Linked DNA regions of Mus musculus: region 1 is linked to region 2. The links are chromatin contacts, called in public promoter capture Hi-C maps. All regions are on one chromosome and are shown on one strand. Each heading gives the region's core, a stretch centred on a gene start, on an enhancer-like site or on the middle of the called end of the contact. The rest is flanking DNA. Distances are from core to core; before and after follow the strand shown.

Evidence for each region. Promoter capture Hi-C pulls out the DNA fragments that hold promoters and counts their contacts.
Region 1: a contact with region 2 is called in a promoter capture Hi-C map of the C10 cell line. The contact joins the promoter of Htatip2 here to the enhancer-like site in region 2. A contact is called at or near these places in 3 of 39 promoter capture datasets (the C10 cell line, liver and neutrophils), 1 of 115 datasets of contacts at active chromatin or transcription factors (embryonic stem cells) and 3 of 9 other capture datasets (adipose tissue, liver and pancreatic islet).

Annotation. Positions count from the first base shown.
Region 1 is chr7:49,757,618-49,764,102 of GRCm38.p6, forward strand. Htatip2 (HIV-1 Tat interactive protein 2) reads left to right here and starts at 1,489. Exons shown (of 6, transcript NM_016865.3): 1 at 1,489-1,694; 2 at 1,981-2,176; 3 at 4,443-4,550. The coding sequence starts at 1,597. Gm45986 (a long non-coding RNA gene) reads left to right here and starts at 6,014. Exons shown (of 2, transcript XR_001778126.1): 1 at 6,014-6,485.
Region 2 is chr7:49,565,264-49,572,014 of GRCm38.p6, forward strand. It overlaps Nav2 (neuron navigator 2), which reads left to right. Exons shown (of 39, transcript NM_175272.3): 22 at 1-17; 23 at 5,429-5,512; 24 at 5,871-5,982. Among named protein-coding and RNA genes, the nearest start is that of Gm32694, 9.1 kb to the left of the region's middle. Within about 2 kb of position 2,463, at least 16 of the 459 cell types and tissues checked have an H3K27ac peak or open chromatin away from gene starts, as enhancers often do.

The sequences.
Region 1 (6,485 bases), core at 239-2,738, 190 kb after region 2:
CTCCATTTTAAACTGCAAACAGCAGAGTCCATCTGACTGCAGCAAGTCGGAAAAGGACTCTAGAGGCAGAATAAACAGGAAGCGCTCAACACAGCCCCTGCAAACAGGCAGCGGTTAAGGCAGGCAAGCCAGGGCAGGGGCTCACAGGATGCTACCCATCATCCTAATCTCCCTGTCCTTGCCCAGCAGGGCTCCACCCCTAGTCTTCATTGCATCTTTGTATTGCTCCCCAGAGTGGAAAAACCTGTGTGGAAGTATTTGAATGCCACGCCTAGGCCAGATTTTCATATAATGACATTCAACCAGCAAGGCGGGGGCGAAAGTACCTTTCATTTGGCTTCTAGATGGAGCGATGGAGCATCACACTCACAGCCCATCCTTCTTAGCTCAGGATCACATCCTGGACTTGACTCTGGGAGAGGGAGTCTGGGAGAGGCTGAGTTAGATCAAGGCAAACCCACATCATGGAAGGAGAGAACTGAATCCTGCAAGGGGCCCTCTGACCTTCATACACCGGTCATAACACCTCTACACACACACACACACACACACACACACACACACACACACACACAAAATAAATGCAGTTTAGAAAGTATCTCAGAGTCATAGTATTCTAATCTCTATGCATCCAAAATCCAGGGCATGCCCAGTGTGGATAGCTGTGTTCTAACCATTGATCCTGTTGTGAATTGGATCAGGTTTGGAAACTCTTCCTACCGCAACCATCCAGAAGGGGGCCAGCACCTGGGCAGGGAGATCAACCTGAAAACTGGTCAAAGGAGCCCCCCTAGCTTCTGGCTTGAGGGAATAGGATATGTGTCTTTAAAGAGGCAAGAAAGAGTTTTGTTTTTCATAGAGCTTAAGTGGAGCTAGGCTTTTTTTTCTTCTTCTTCTTTTTATGTCTTGCTTTACTAACAATTTCATGTTTATATATTTTGATCTTACTCACCTGGTACTAGCCTCTCCTACCTCTGTTTTGAGAGCTTCCTCCCAATAAGTCCTCCTTCGCTCTTGAGACAGAAGTTCATATATTTCAGGGTGTCCTAGAACTCAGAACATTCTGTTTCCAAGGAGAATCATCCTTGCTGGTATTGCCTGCTTGTGCCACCACATCCAACTTTATCCAGGGCTCTGCGTATGCCAGGCAAGCGCTTGATTAACTGAGCTACATGCTACGTCCCCAGCCTAAGAAGAGACTAGTTTTTAACGAGGAGAATGAGATGATTTGGGGACCAAGAGTCAAGTCCGGGATGCCTTTTATCTAAAATCTGAAGGCTCTGGCCCCAGGTGGTTAGGAAGAACGCGGTTGCAACTAGGGTTATGGGGGACGGAGGGAGGAGATCTGTGCTGGGGTGAAGCACAGCCCCACGCCCCCCCCACGCCCCGCCCCGCTGCAGCTCAGCCCCGGGGAGTGTGGTTCGAGCCCTGGGTGCAGCTCCCGCGCAGGGGCGGGTCCCGCGCTCAGCTCCAGCCCTCGGTGGGGCGGGGCCGCGAGCGCGCTGTCACCCGGAAGACGTCGCGGCCGGTAGGCTCCGGCTGGACCTCTTGGGGCTCCTTGCCGGGAGGGGAGACAGCGGGGCTGCAGGCGGCGAGATGCTCGGTCCCACGGTGCTGGGCACGGTCGTAGCCGCGCTGGTGGCTTCAATGCTACTGTTGCAGAGTGGGGACGAGGGGTCCGGGGCTGCTCCCAGGTAACCCCGGGTAGGGAATGGAGCCGGGCCCTGCAGCCCTGCCCAAGCAGGCTGGGTTACCGTGGGCTGCGAGGCTTGGTGGCATAGAGACAACCTGGGCTCATCCAGCCGGGCACCTGTGAGGTGCTCGGATTGGCCACTGTCTGAGCTGTGACTCAGCACTTCCCTAGGGTTGGGACTGTGTAGAGTGAGTCTCTTCTGCCCAACAGTTAACAACCCTTGTCCCCCAGGGTAAAGAGTGTCACCTAGCACTCTGAGACAGGACCCACGGGTGTTGTTTCCCCAGCATGGCGGACAAGGAAGCACTGCCGAAGCTTCGGGAAGACTTCAAGATGCAGAATAAATCCGTCTTTATTTTGGGCGCCAGCGGGGAAACTGGCAAAGTACTTTTAAAGGAAATCCTGGGACAGAACCTGTTTTCCAAAGTAACGCTCATTGGTCGGAGGAAGCTCACCTTCGAGGAGGAAGCTTATAAAAATGTGGTGGGTATTTGAGCTGGGGCTAAAAGGGAATGTAGCTGCAACCATTTTGCTGAGGGGAAGGTGTCCATTATCCAAAGGCCAGGTGGTGGTGGAGACATAGAAATCATCAAAATTGGGCACGATGGATTTAGAAGAGCCCTTCCATTAATCCCTGGGTTGTGACTGGCTTGTAGGCCTGCCTTTTACACTCTAGCGTCCTGCAATGCAGTCCTGTGTTCAGAACTTAGATTGGAATGGGGTATGGTAGTCAGAGAAAGGCGCTGTTTATAGTTCCTAGAGCGCACTGCTTGCACATTTTGCTTACCAGTGTGTTTCACAATATCAGAATGGAAAAGTGTGACAAGGACTTTTCTCCCAAGCAGGAATCCACCCCACAGCCCCTGACTCCCCAGACTTGTGTGTTTGTAAACACATACTGGCTTCCTGAAGTTACAGCAAATGGTAATGCCAGACTTCCATCTGGAAATGATGCCCAAGTATCTTAAATTGGAGAGTCGTGGACATTCTGTTCTCCAGTAAACAAGAGTTACCTATCAACTGCAGCAAATTAAACAGCGTAGTGTGCTGCTGGGACCTCAAAGCAGTCTCCCATGGGCCCCACTTTTGCCTAGTGTGCACACTTGCAAATGCAGGTCCTTGATTTCCGTGATTTCCTGGTCGTTTTGTTTTACCAATGCCTGGTGCATCAGAACTTGCTGATTAAAATAGACATCTCTGCTTGGGCTCAGGTGGGTGCTGGGTGAACCCCACAGTCTGGTTTCCTGAACCCTCCCTGTGCAGATTCCTGGACAGTGGAGCCTAAGATTGCAATTTTCTTTGAGAGCAGAGACTTGGTGGCACTCCTCTTAACCAGGCCGTGTTTAATTTAATTTTTCTTTAGTATATAGTATGTATCATGCCAGGAAAATCCTTCAGAGGGAACTAAAGGTAGTGACAACCCAAGATAGCATCTGAACTCCTGTGTGACGGTAATGGAACACTGCACGTTTGATGGCATTCTTCTGCTCTTAGATAGAGTGGCTTAGGTTTAAGACAGTGTTTCTCTAAGGAGGATAGGCTAGCCTCAAAATTGCTTCTGTTTCTGCCAGTGGCGCCTCTCTTAGCTTGCCAATCTCAGTGGAGGCTAGAAATACCATAGAGGAGAACACAGGAGGCTGGGGATGCAGCTCAGTTGATGGAGTGCTCACTTGGCACAGTGAAGGTCCCTGGTTCAGTCTCTTGCACACTATGATTGGATGTGGTGGAGCATACCTGTAATTTTAGCACTTGGGAGGTAGAGGCAGGAGGATGAAGCTCAAGGTCAGCCTCAGTTATGTGGGTGTTGGAGGCCAGACTGGCCATGGGAGAGAGAGAGAGAGAGAAGGAGGGAGGAAGGGGGAGGGAGGGCGAGATAGAGGAATACTGAGGAGGGAGCTGTACAGCTGCAGAGGCTGACTCACAGGTAGTGGCAAGAGTCCTGAGAAAATGCCTTTGTCTCAGGTTCCTTCTGGCTCATTCTAATGAAGGTAGTTCATGAGTTGAATTGAAGATTAGCACCTAGACTTTACAGCTGAACAAAACTCAGACAGACATAGGGTCAGCAATTACCACAGGTTGGGCTAGATTTCCACCACCTACAGAGTGGCTCACAACCATCTGTTAATTTCAGTTCCAGGGAATCTAATGCCCTCTTCTAGGCCCCTCTGACAGTAGTACATGTGGTACACAGACATGGACGCAGACCAAGTGCCCGTACACGTAAAATAAATTTTAAAAAGAATGTAAACAATAAAAGCTTTGCCACAATTTCATATCTGTAAGATTCAAAGCTGGATCTTCTTTGAGATTCTAATTACCATTTTGTCTTCACATCCTACCCAAATGGTTTCCTTCCTGGTCAAGTATAGGATGGTATTTTTCTTTTCCCAAAGGTAAGGTACACATGACCTTGATATTTGAAATCTGACCCACTCTACTTACTGAAGTTAAATGTTCTGTGGACATATCTGTGAATCATTGACTATCAGTTCTCACGCAATGTTTTTCATTGCTTGGTATTCGGGGCTTCACATGTATCTTGGAAGCACTTGGCCACTGAGTGGCCATCTACACTCAACTCCAAATTAATTTTTTTTGGGGGGGGGTAGGAAAAGGGAATTTGACAAATTTAATGTTATGAACTTAAAGATTCCGATAATCATTTGTCACCTATTCTTTTCATCTCACAGTGCCTTGCCTCTTTTTTAAGTGTATGACGCTGTGTGCCATTGTGCCCTTCCTTGTCTAGAATCAAGAAGTGGTGGACTTTGAGAAGCTGGATGTCTATGCTTCTGCCTTTCAAGGTCATGATGTTGGATTCTGTTGCCTGGGCACCACCAGAAGCAAGGCTGGAGCGGTGAGCAAGAAATAAACCATTTTCTCTTACTGGCCAGGATTCAAGGATCTCTCCCTTCCTTTCTTTCCAAGATTGACTTTATTCTCTTATGAGAGTATGTGTAGGGGAGAGGGCTTGTGTCCACATGAGAATGCAGGCGCCCACAGAGTTCAGAAGAGTGCCAGGTGTTGCTGAGCTCCTCCACAGGGAGACCGGGAACCGCCTTTTGTCCTCTGCAGAAGCACTTTGAGATCCCAAGTGCTGCGCCATCTCTACCGCCTCAAGGATTCCTTTCTTGCTTACCCCTTTTCCTGGGGCATACTGCAGTGCTTAAATGTAAAAGTGAGCTTAAGAGTCCATCTGCTATCCCATCTGTATTATACCACGGGGTGTTTCAGATAGGGTCATCATCTCCACGTAATAGCTTCTGAGTTAAGGCTGAATGCCAGATACATCACAAGTATTTACGTGGTCGAGCCTCCGGCAGACGTTATAATCATCACAGCATCCTCTGACTAAGGGAAGCGGCCAGCAGTCTCTGGGCAAAAGCATTTGGCTCATGCTGTGGGCGGCAAGCTCTATATTTCTCTCCATAATAAATGTTTTCGGCTTGAAGCATTGTCTCGCTCTTACTTGCTCCAATCTGCTTTCAAGCCATCCTTTAGACTTGGGAGCTGGCTCATCAGAACCCAGAGGCACGATTCGGTCAGCCCCCGTGATGCCTTAGCCACCAGCAGTGACTCAGCACAGGCGTGACTCAGCCCTCACTGACGCAAGACTGCCTTAATACCCATTTTATTTTCTCCTTAATGGTGTGCTAAACTGAGTCAGCCCCTTATCCAGAAGCTAGAGTTTACTGCATAGTTAAAAGTCATGGTTTATAATATAGATCCTGGGCAAACATTTACACATCTTTTTCGGTTTAGATCTTGAATTATGGTTTGTTCCTCTGGCAGGATTTGCTTGCTATATCTATTAAATATGTAGGACATTGATTCTGCTGTAATGATTGTATTAGCTCGTTTTTGGTGGGTTTTTTTTGTTTGTTTGTTTTTGTTTTTTGTTTTGTTTTTTTCATCACCGTGACAAAGTACCTGGCAAAATCAACTTAAGGAAGGTAAGGTTTATTGTGGCTCACAATCTGAGGGCCCAGTCCAGGAAGACCTGGTGGCGACAGCGTGAGGCAGCAGCTCATTATAGCTTTAGTTTGGAAACAGAAAGATGATGACAGGGCCAAGTTCACTTTCTTCTTGTTGATCAGTGTAGGATCCCAGCTCATGGAATAGTGCCACCCACGTTTAGGGTGGGATTTCCACCTCTAATTAACCCAATCTAGAAATGCCCTACAGAGAAGTTTGCTTCCAGGTCAGGTCAAATCGACAGCATTAACCTTTCCAGTGACTTCCACTGTTTTTCTGTTGTTGTTGTTTTTAAGATTTTATTTTTCTCTTTCAAAGTGTATGTGTGTGTGTGTATGTGCGTGCGCGCACACACACACACACACACACACACACACACACACACGCATGTTTTACAGGTGCTCATGGAAGCCAGAGGTATGGAGCTATCTGAAATGGGAGTTGTGAGCCTCCTGGTATGGGTGTTGGGAATTGAACTCAGGCCCTCTGAAAACACAGATTAATGGCCTGTCTTAATCTCTCCTGCCCCACTTACAGTAGTTGTTATAAACCAGTAGATTGCTATGGTTGTGAACTGTGGGTTTCTACCAGCAGAATAGTAGCTCAGTTTTGTCTCTCCGGGCTTCTGGGTGATACAGAAAGCAATTCTACAAATGTTTCTAGGAGAGGTGGGCATTTGTGTCCTGTGCAGTTTTACACTTCCAATTCGGAAGCTCGGGGTGGGAGCTAGATTCCAGAGAAGTGTGCTTTCTGAAGAACGGCATTTCTTCCTCTCCGAGGGGTCATGTTCCCGCTCAGCCAGTGCAGTCCTTTCTCT
Region 2 (6,751 bases), core at 1,213-3,712:
CCCAGCTGACTGCAAATGTGAGTGCAGATTCCAGAGAATACACGCATGCGTACACACACACACACACACACACACACACTCACACGCTCACAGGAGCCAGGGACAGGACAGCATGGGTACAAGAGATAGGGCTGAGTGGGAGTCACAGGTAAAACAGGGTGCTGCGAGCCAGGGATGGGATAGGAGCCGAAGAGAGCACTAAGTGGAAGCCCCTGACAGTGCTGGACAGGGAGGGAACCAAGGATGTGGCAGGGTAGGAGTTAAGGACGGGATAAAACAGTTCGAAGCAAGAACACGACAGAGTAGAAGCTGAAGATAGATCGGGAAATAGCCATCTGCTTTCTGAGCCTTGCTGTGAGGCACTTGGTCTCTGGACATTCAAGAAGCAACTCTGGGCTCACAAGGACATATGTCTTAGCCCTGCAGGCACTGGTATTAGGTCAGGTGCTAGCAATATGCTTGGCACGAGCTGAGTAACTTTGGGGTCTGCCTTTGCTTATCTGCACGGTGGGATGATCATCGTCTCCTTGTGTCATGTTGTGAGTTGACCAAGGCTCGCAATCCTTTAAGAATTAATTTGCCTCCCTTCCTCTTTCTGAAGACTGCAGTCTAAAGGGAGTTGAGAACACAAGGGAATTCAGGGGAAGAAAGACCTCTATAGCTTCGCAATAAACACCAGCAGCGCTCTGTAATTACATCATGCACAGTGCTCAGCACTGCCAGCCTTGGTCTGTCTGGCCACGTTTTTCTAGTGCCAGCAACACCGGGCTGTGAGTCCCAACAGCAAGGCAGGCAGAATCACTGCCACCTCTGGAGCGGAGGGGAGGCAAAATGAGCAGTTTCCCTGGTACGTGATCACTGTTGCCGTACAGGGAGGAAAACACAGGAGCACCGAGCCGCATCTTGGTAGCAGGTAGGACCGGAGTCAGGAAGTAACACCAGATGGATATCCTGTAGGAGAAGAGTGCCCATCCAAACCAAATCGAGCAATCAGTGCAAGGGCCAAGGTGAAGTGTGAGTGACTTATACAGTTAGCACCTGTGGCCAGGAGTGAGCACAGAGCCATGGGAAGAGCCATAGAGAGGAAAGGCTAGGGACTCTGAGTGTCTGAGCTCTCAGAGGGGCTTTGGGACCTTTAGAAGAACCCTGCCACTCTGGAGATTGAAGTTGCTATTTTGGTCCAAATGGAGGAGGGAGAAGGAGAGAATGAGAGAGGGAGAGGGAGGGAGGGGCAGGCAAGAGTCTTTCAACCCTATCTGGGAGACCCACAGAGGGGCCCCACGGAGGGGCTGTGAGCCATAGAATATGAGACTCAGAAGGCAAAACCTCAGGTTTCGGCAGGTACTGAGTGGCTCCAAGGCCAGACTTCCTGCCCAGGAATTCACAGTGTAGCCACAGAGCAGCACAGAGCAGGGTACCAGAGCCTGAGGTGGTGTTGGTGGACTTGGGGAGCTCGCTATGAGACCCCGCTACATACTAACAATGGAAGCCACTTCAAAGGCTGTACTCCTTTGACCAGGAGAGTGAGTCAAAGCCCTAGAGTAGTCATTTACCTGGAGTTTTTGCCCTGCGAATTCCTGCTTGAGCCTGACTGACTCCAGGAAGTGTGGCTCTTTTAGATCTGCACCCGAAGGGAAGCGTGAAGCGCCCTTAATTACAAGCCCGGGAAGTGTAAACGCCTTCATCTGTCTCCCAAGCTCTTATATGTCGCTGGAAACCTCTGACTGTTTTTCCAAAACCACAAGACCCAGGCCACTATGTGCTTTGCAGTTCTTTTCTTCACCCAGCCCACTATCAGTGTGGCTATCAAAAGGTCACTGGAGGACTGGAGGGGTGGCGCAGCAGTTAACAGCATTGGCTGTTCTTCCAGAGGACCCAAGTTAGGGTCCCTGCATCCCTATCCAATGGCTCGTGGCTACCTATAACTCCAGCTCCAGGAGATCTGATGCCCTCTTCTGACCTCTTTAGGCACTCACAGTTAAATGTGGCACACACATACACACTTAACACAGTCAAGAAATCATGAGAAACAATCTCAGACCTGAATTCTCAGGCTTATATCCTAAATAGGCCCTCTAATTGGAAAACTGAATGTATATACTTGAGTCCAGCACTGAATGCAGCCTCAGGGAGGTGGATGGTCACCCCCCCCCCCCCCAGGAAATGCCTCATGATTTGTGACAGTCATTAGTTGTTGCCCTTGACTCAACAGCAAGTACAAGTCGTTTCTCAGTGACCTTGGGTTGATCCCTCCATCACCCTGACCTGCCACCAGGAGCCCTGTGTGGGTCGGCCTGTGGTGTTCTACTCTTCGCGCTAGAAGGGTTGAAGCGTGGCCCCTTCCGTTATCCCAAAAGTGTGTTGTGCCTCACAAACGCTGCTGAGTCCAGCTTTGTTTTAAAGTAAATACTTACTCTTACCACACACCACCCTCCACCTCAGCCGCTCGAGTTTTATTATCTGCCATCTTTCTTGGAGACCAAGCTGTGTTTGTTTTCCTAGGACAGGCTACTCAGAGCTGCCCTAGCTAGTGTTTTTCTAGCTCTCCATTTGTTTTCCCTGGGAATGTGAGAACGGCACTTGGCGGGAAGGCCGTTGTATGTGCTGTGCAGCCCTGCTAGGTCCAGCCACCCCCATCTCCTCCAATCCCTGTGTTTTTATAGCTGTACTGAGGACACGAAAGCACCCCTTTGGCTTGACAGCAGACCTGGATCTCTGAACTTTCAGAGCCTAAGTGGTTGCTCTTTGAGCCTGTAAACACACTTTCACAGTGTGAGTAAGTCACCCTGCTTGAGGGTTCACAAAACTGAAGAGCGATCACACTGGGGTCCTGGGTGACAGTCAGATGAGGACTGAAGATGAATGCCAGTCATCAAGCCTCACACCTTCCTCTTCTGGGTGAGGACAGCACACTATGTCCTGACCCGTCTCCTCCACTCACTGGGCCATATTGAGTTGATTGGCTTTAGTAGGTATGGTGACCATGTCTATAGTCCCAACCCAAGGGAAGCTGCGGCAGAAGGATGACCACGAGTTCCTGAGCAGTATAGACCATGTAGTGACTGCCATGCCAGCCTAAGGAAGAATGTGAGACCCTGACGATAGATAGATAGATAGATAGATAGATAGATAGATAGATAGATAGATAGATGGATAGATAAAAATATTTTTTCCCTAGGTGAAGATATACTAATGTACAGAGGTATTTTTTCCATTTCAGATAAATAGAGAATGTAATAAAAAAGAAGCCATCCATATAATTTCGATGTGATGGTGGCTTTGCTCCATGACAATAAGTGGTCCTAGCTTCAGCTTCTCTTAACCCTAACCAGCTTATCTTGATGAAGTCTGAGTCACTGCAGTTCCCTCTCGGTTGAGATCCAGGCTGACTCCACAGCCCTGCCCACCTGTTGTCCCACACTTCTCCTTCCCTGGGGACACTGATCACCTTTTCCTCTGGGTTTGTACAGTGTGGTTAAGACTCACTTCTTTTCAGACTCATCCCCAGTCTCCCAGCTGGTCCTCCCCAGCTCTGCAAGAGCAGTGAGCCCAAGTCACTGTGGGAACGGCAAGTGCTCTTAACGGCTCAGCCATCTTTCCAGTCCCTTAAATTTGGCTTTACTTGCATTTTCCAGATTTCCCATTCAACCAGCAGTGGACTATATCAACAGAGACACATCATGTGTTCATTATTCTCCAAGTACAAACAAGCTTAGTGTTGGCACGCTTACCTACCTCTTGACCTTGACCCTAGAATCTCCAAGAAACACATTTCTCAATTCTAAGATATACATTGGTTTTTGTTTTTATTTGTTTGTTTGTCTATTGTCTTTATATGCTCCTGGCTGGCCTTGAACTCAACAGAGATTTGCCTTCCAAGTGCTAGGATTAAAAGCAAGTACTACCACACTTAGCTATTGTTTTGTTTTTAAAAGAGGTTTGTGTTTTATTTACATGCATGCGTGTGTGTGTGTGTGTGTGTGTGTGTGTGTGTGTGCGTGTGTGCGCATGCGCGCTCCAGTATATTCAGGCACCCACTGAGGCTAGAAAAGAGCATTGGAAACACTGGAGCTGGAGTTACAGGTGGTTGTGAGCCACTCAACATAGGTTCTGAGAATAGCCCTGTGCTCCTATAAAGGATCTGAGTTCAGTTCCCAGAACCAACAATGGCTTACAAGCACGTCAGCTCCAGGAGGACCTGACATCCCCTTCTGGCTTCCTCAGAGACCTGCATGCGTATAGTACACGCACATACATGCTGACAGAACACCCATACACATAAAATAAAAGTAAAAATCTTTAAAAAGAAAACCCGAACCAAGAATAAGAAATAGATGTCGGACAGAAAGGAGGCTCAGGGTGGTAAAGGCAGGCAGGCGGGCACTCTTTGTCTGTGGACTCCCATTTGATTTAAAAACCCCCAGGGTGGAAGGAGCGCTCTTAACAGCTGGGCTATCCACCCAACCCAGCACACATAATTTTTATATCGTTACATTGCAGCATCTGAAGACTGAATTGCATAGTCTAATTATAACTGGCCACTTTTGGAACGTTTTCTGCGCCGCCTTTAAGATGTTGCATCTGGTGTCTTGTTTCTAACAAGAGTGTATCAAAGTGTGCAGGAGCCTAGGAAAAAGTGTCTCCCTGGGGTGTGGGGGAGGCTGGGAAAGGTTTTTTTCATGGAGGGAGCAGATGGGCCTCTCGGTGGCTTTTTATTAATGAGGATTATAACAAGGAAAATAAGCCTGCCACTTTGTCCGTTCATTTCTATAACCCTGCTTCCCATAACCCTGTATTATGGGCTCGGCGACTGAAACAGCAGATTTGGGGAACAGTAGATCCCCTGCTACAGTGTGCTGCGGAGTCAGCCATAATGGCAGTCACATACCCCATGTTTTTCGAAGGACAGCCTCAAAGTGTTGAGTAACAGTGGGCTCTGGGGCTGGTGAGATGGCTCAGTGGGTAAGAGCACCCGACTGCTCTTCCGAAGGTCCAAAGTTCAAATCCCAGCAACCACATGGTGGCTCACAACCATCCATAATGAGATCTGACTCCCTCTTCTGGAGTGTCTGAAGACAGCCTCAGTGTACTTACATATATTAATAAAATAAATCTTTAAAAAAAAAAAAAAAAAAAAACAGTGGGCTCATGGGAGTGAGAGAGCAGACCCGGACTGGTGGTATCACCAGTCACAGACACATTAAAAACTAGGCAAGAAGTGGGTAGGGAAATGGTACCAGGCAGGGAGGAAGAACACTTGAGGAAGAAGTATTTGAGTAAAGGCAAGGCTAGACTAAACGATCCCAGAGAGATAAAAGGAGGCTGAACCTGTCCAGGCCACATGAGGAGGCTCTGATAGGTTTCTATCTTGGGAACCCACTCCCGACCTTGCAAGATGATGTCACTGAGTCCTCATCTTCCCCTCTAGGCTCACCTTGTGGCAGCCTTCGAGCAGAGTCTGGGAAACATGACCATCAGGCTACAGAGTTTAACTATGACCGCTGAGCAGAAGGTAAGGCTAGGGTGCCGTTTGCTGCTGTCTCTTTCATTTTAGACAAAGATGCAGATTTTTAACGTATGTCTTGGACTGGTTTGGGACATGCAAAACTAGGGTTTGAATGTCAAGAGTAGGTCCGTGTTGGGTATAGCCTAGCTCAACCAAGAGTTGGTCCTGGTGTCACCTATGGATCTAGTGGTCTTGGCCCCTCTTTTGATGTGTTCCCTGATGTCCTTACAACTGCGTTTAGATCCCTGTGTGAGGCAGATCCCTGTGACACTCCTTTGACACTGCCCTCCTCTGTCTTTGGCCTCTGAGTTGTTCTTTATGGAGCTGGTTTGGGATGTACCTGTTATATCTTTCTCACCTTCAGGATTCAGAACTGAACGAGTTAAGAAAAACCATCGAGCTGCTGAAGAAACAGAATGCAGCTGCCCAGGCTGCCATTAATGGAGTGATTAACACGCCAGAGCTCAACTGCAAAGGTAGCGTGAGCCATGCCTTGGACAGGCCTCTCATGGCAGCCTCTCGTGCAGTGCTGTACGCAGCCCTCCTGCTAGGGGGCGAGAGACCTCCAAGGGGCTGGACCCAGAAGGCAGACCCCTTTCATCTGCTTGCTTCTGGCCACTGCAGAGATGACTAGTGTAGCGTAGCCTCTTCTCTATCAGTCTTAAAGACAGAAGAAATAGGTTCTTATGGGGAAACATCATAGTGTTTTATGGCTTCTCTCATGTTTCCAAGATTAATATGCATATGGCAGAGAAAGTAGAATGGGTTCATCTATTAGTTGCCCTTAGTAAGCTGCCTTAACAAATTGTTGGGCTTTGTGTATCTTTAGTTGGTGGGCATGTATGTGAGTTCGCTCCAGCAATACCCATTTGAACAGCACCTATGCTTGGTACAGAATGGGTACCTTGTATACAGAAAAGGCTTCCCCTGTGTTTTTAACACCAGGCCAAGAAATCTCCCCCTTAACACTTGTTTATCTCTCCACAACTCTATTCTGAGGACCTGACTGGCCCCTAGCTCACCATGCTAATGATAGCCAAGTGCTTTAGAGGTGGTGGTGGCTTTCCAAGGTCAAAGGATAGTTAGAAACAGAAGTGGGCACTGACCCTCAGGCCTTCTGGCTCTACTTATAGCATAGATGTCTTAAGGATTAGAGACACTTGTAGCCATAGGAGGAAAGCTAGCTGTAACCATGATTTCAGCCATCTCGTTATTTCTGGGCATTGCTGTTCTTTAGACACTGGG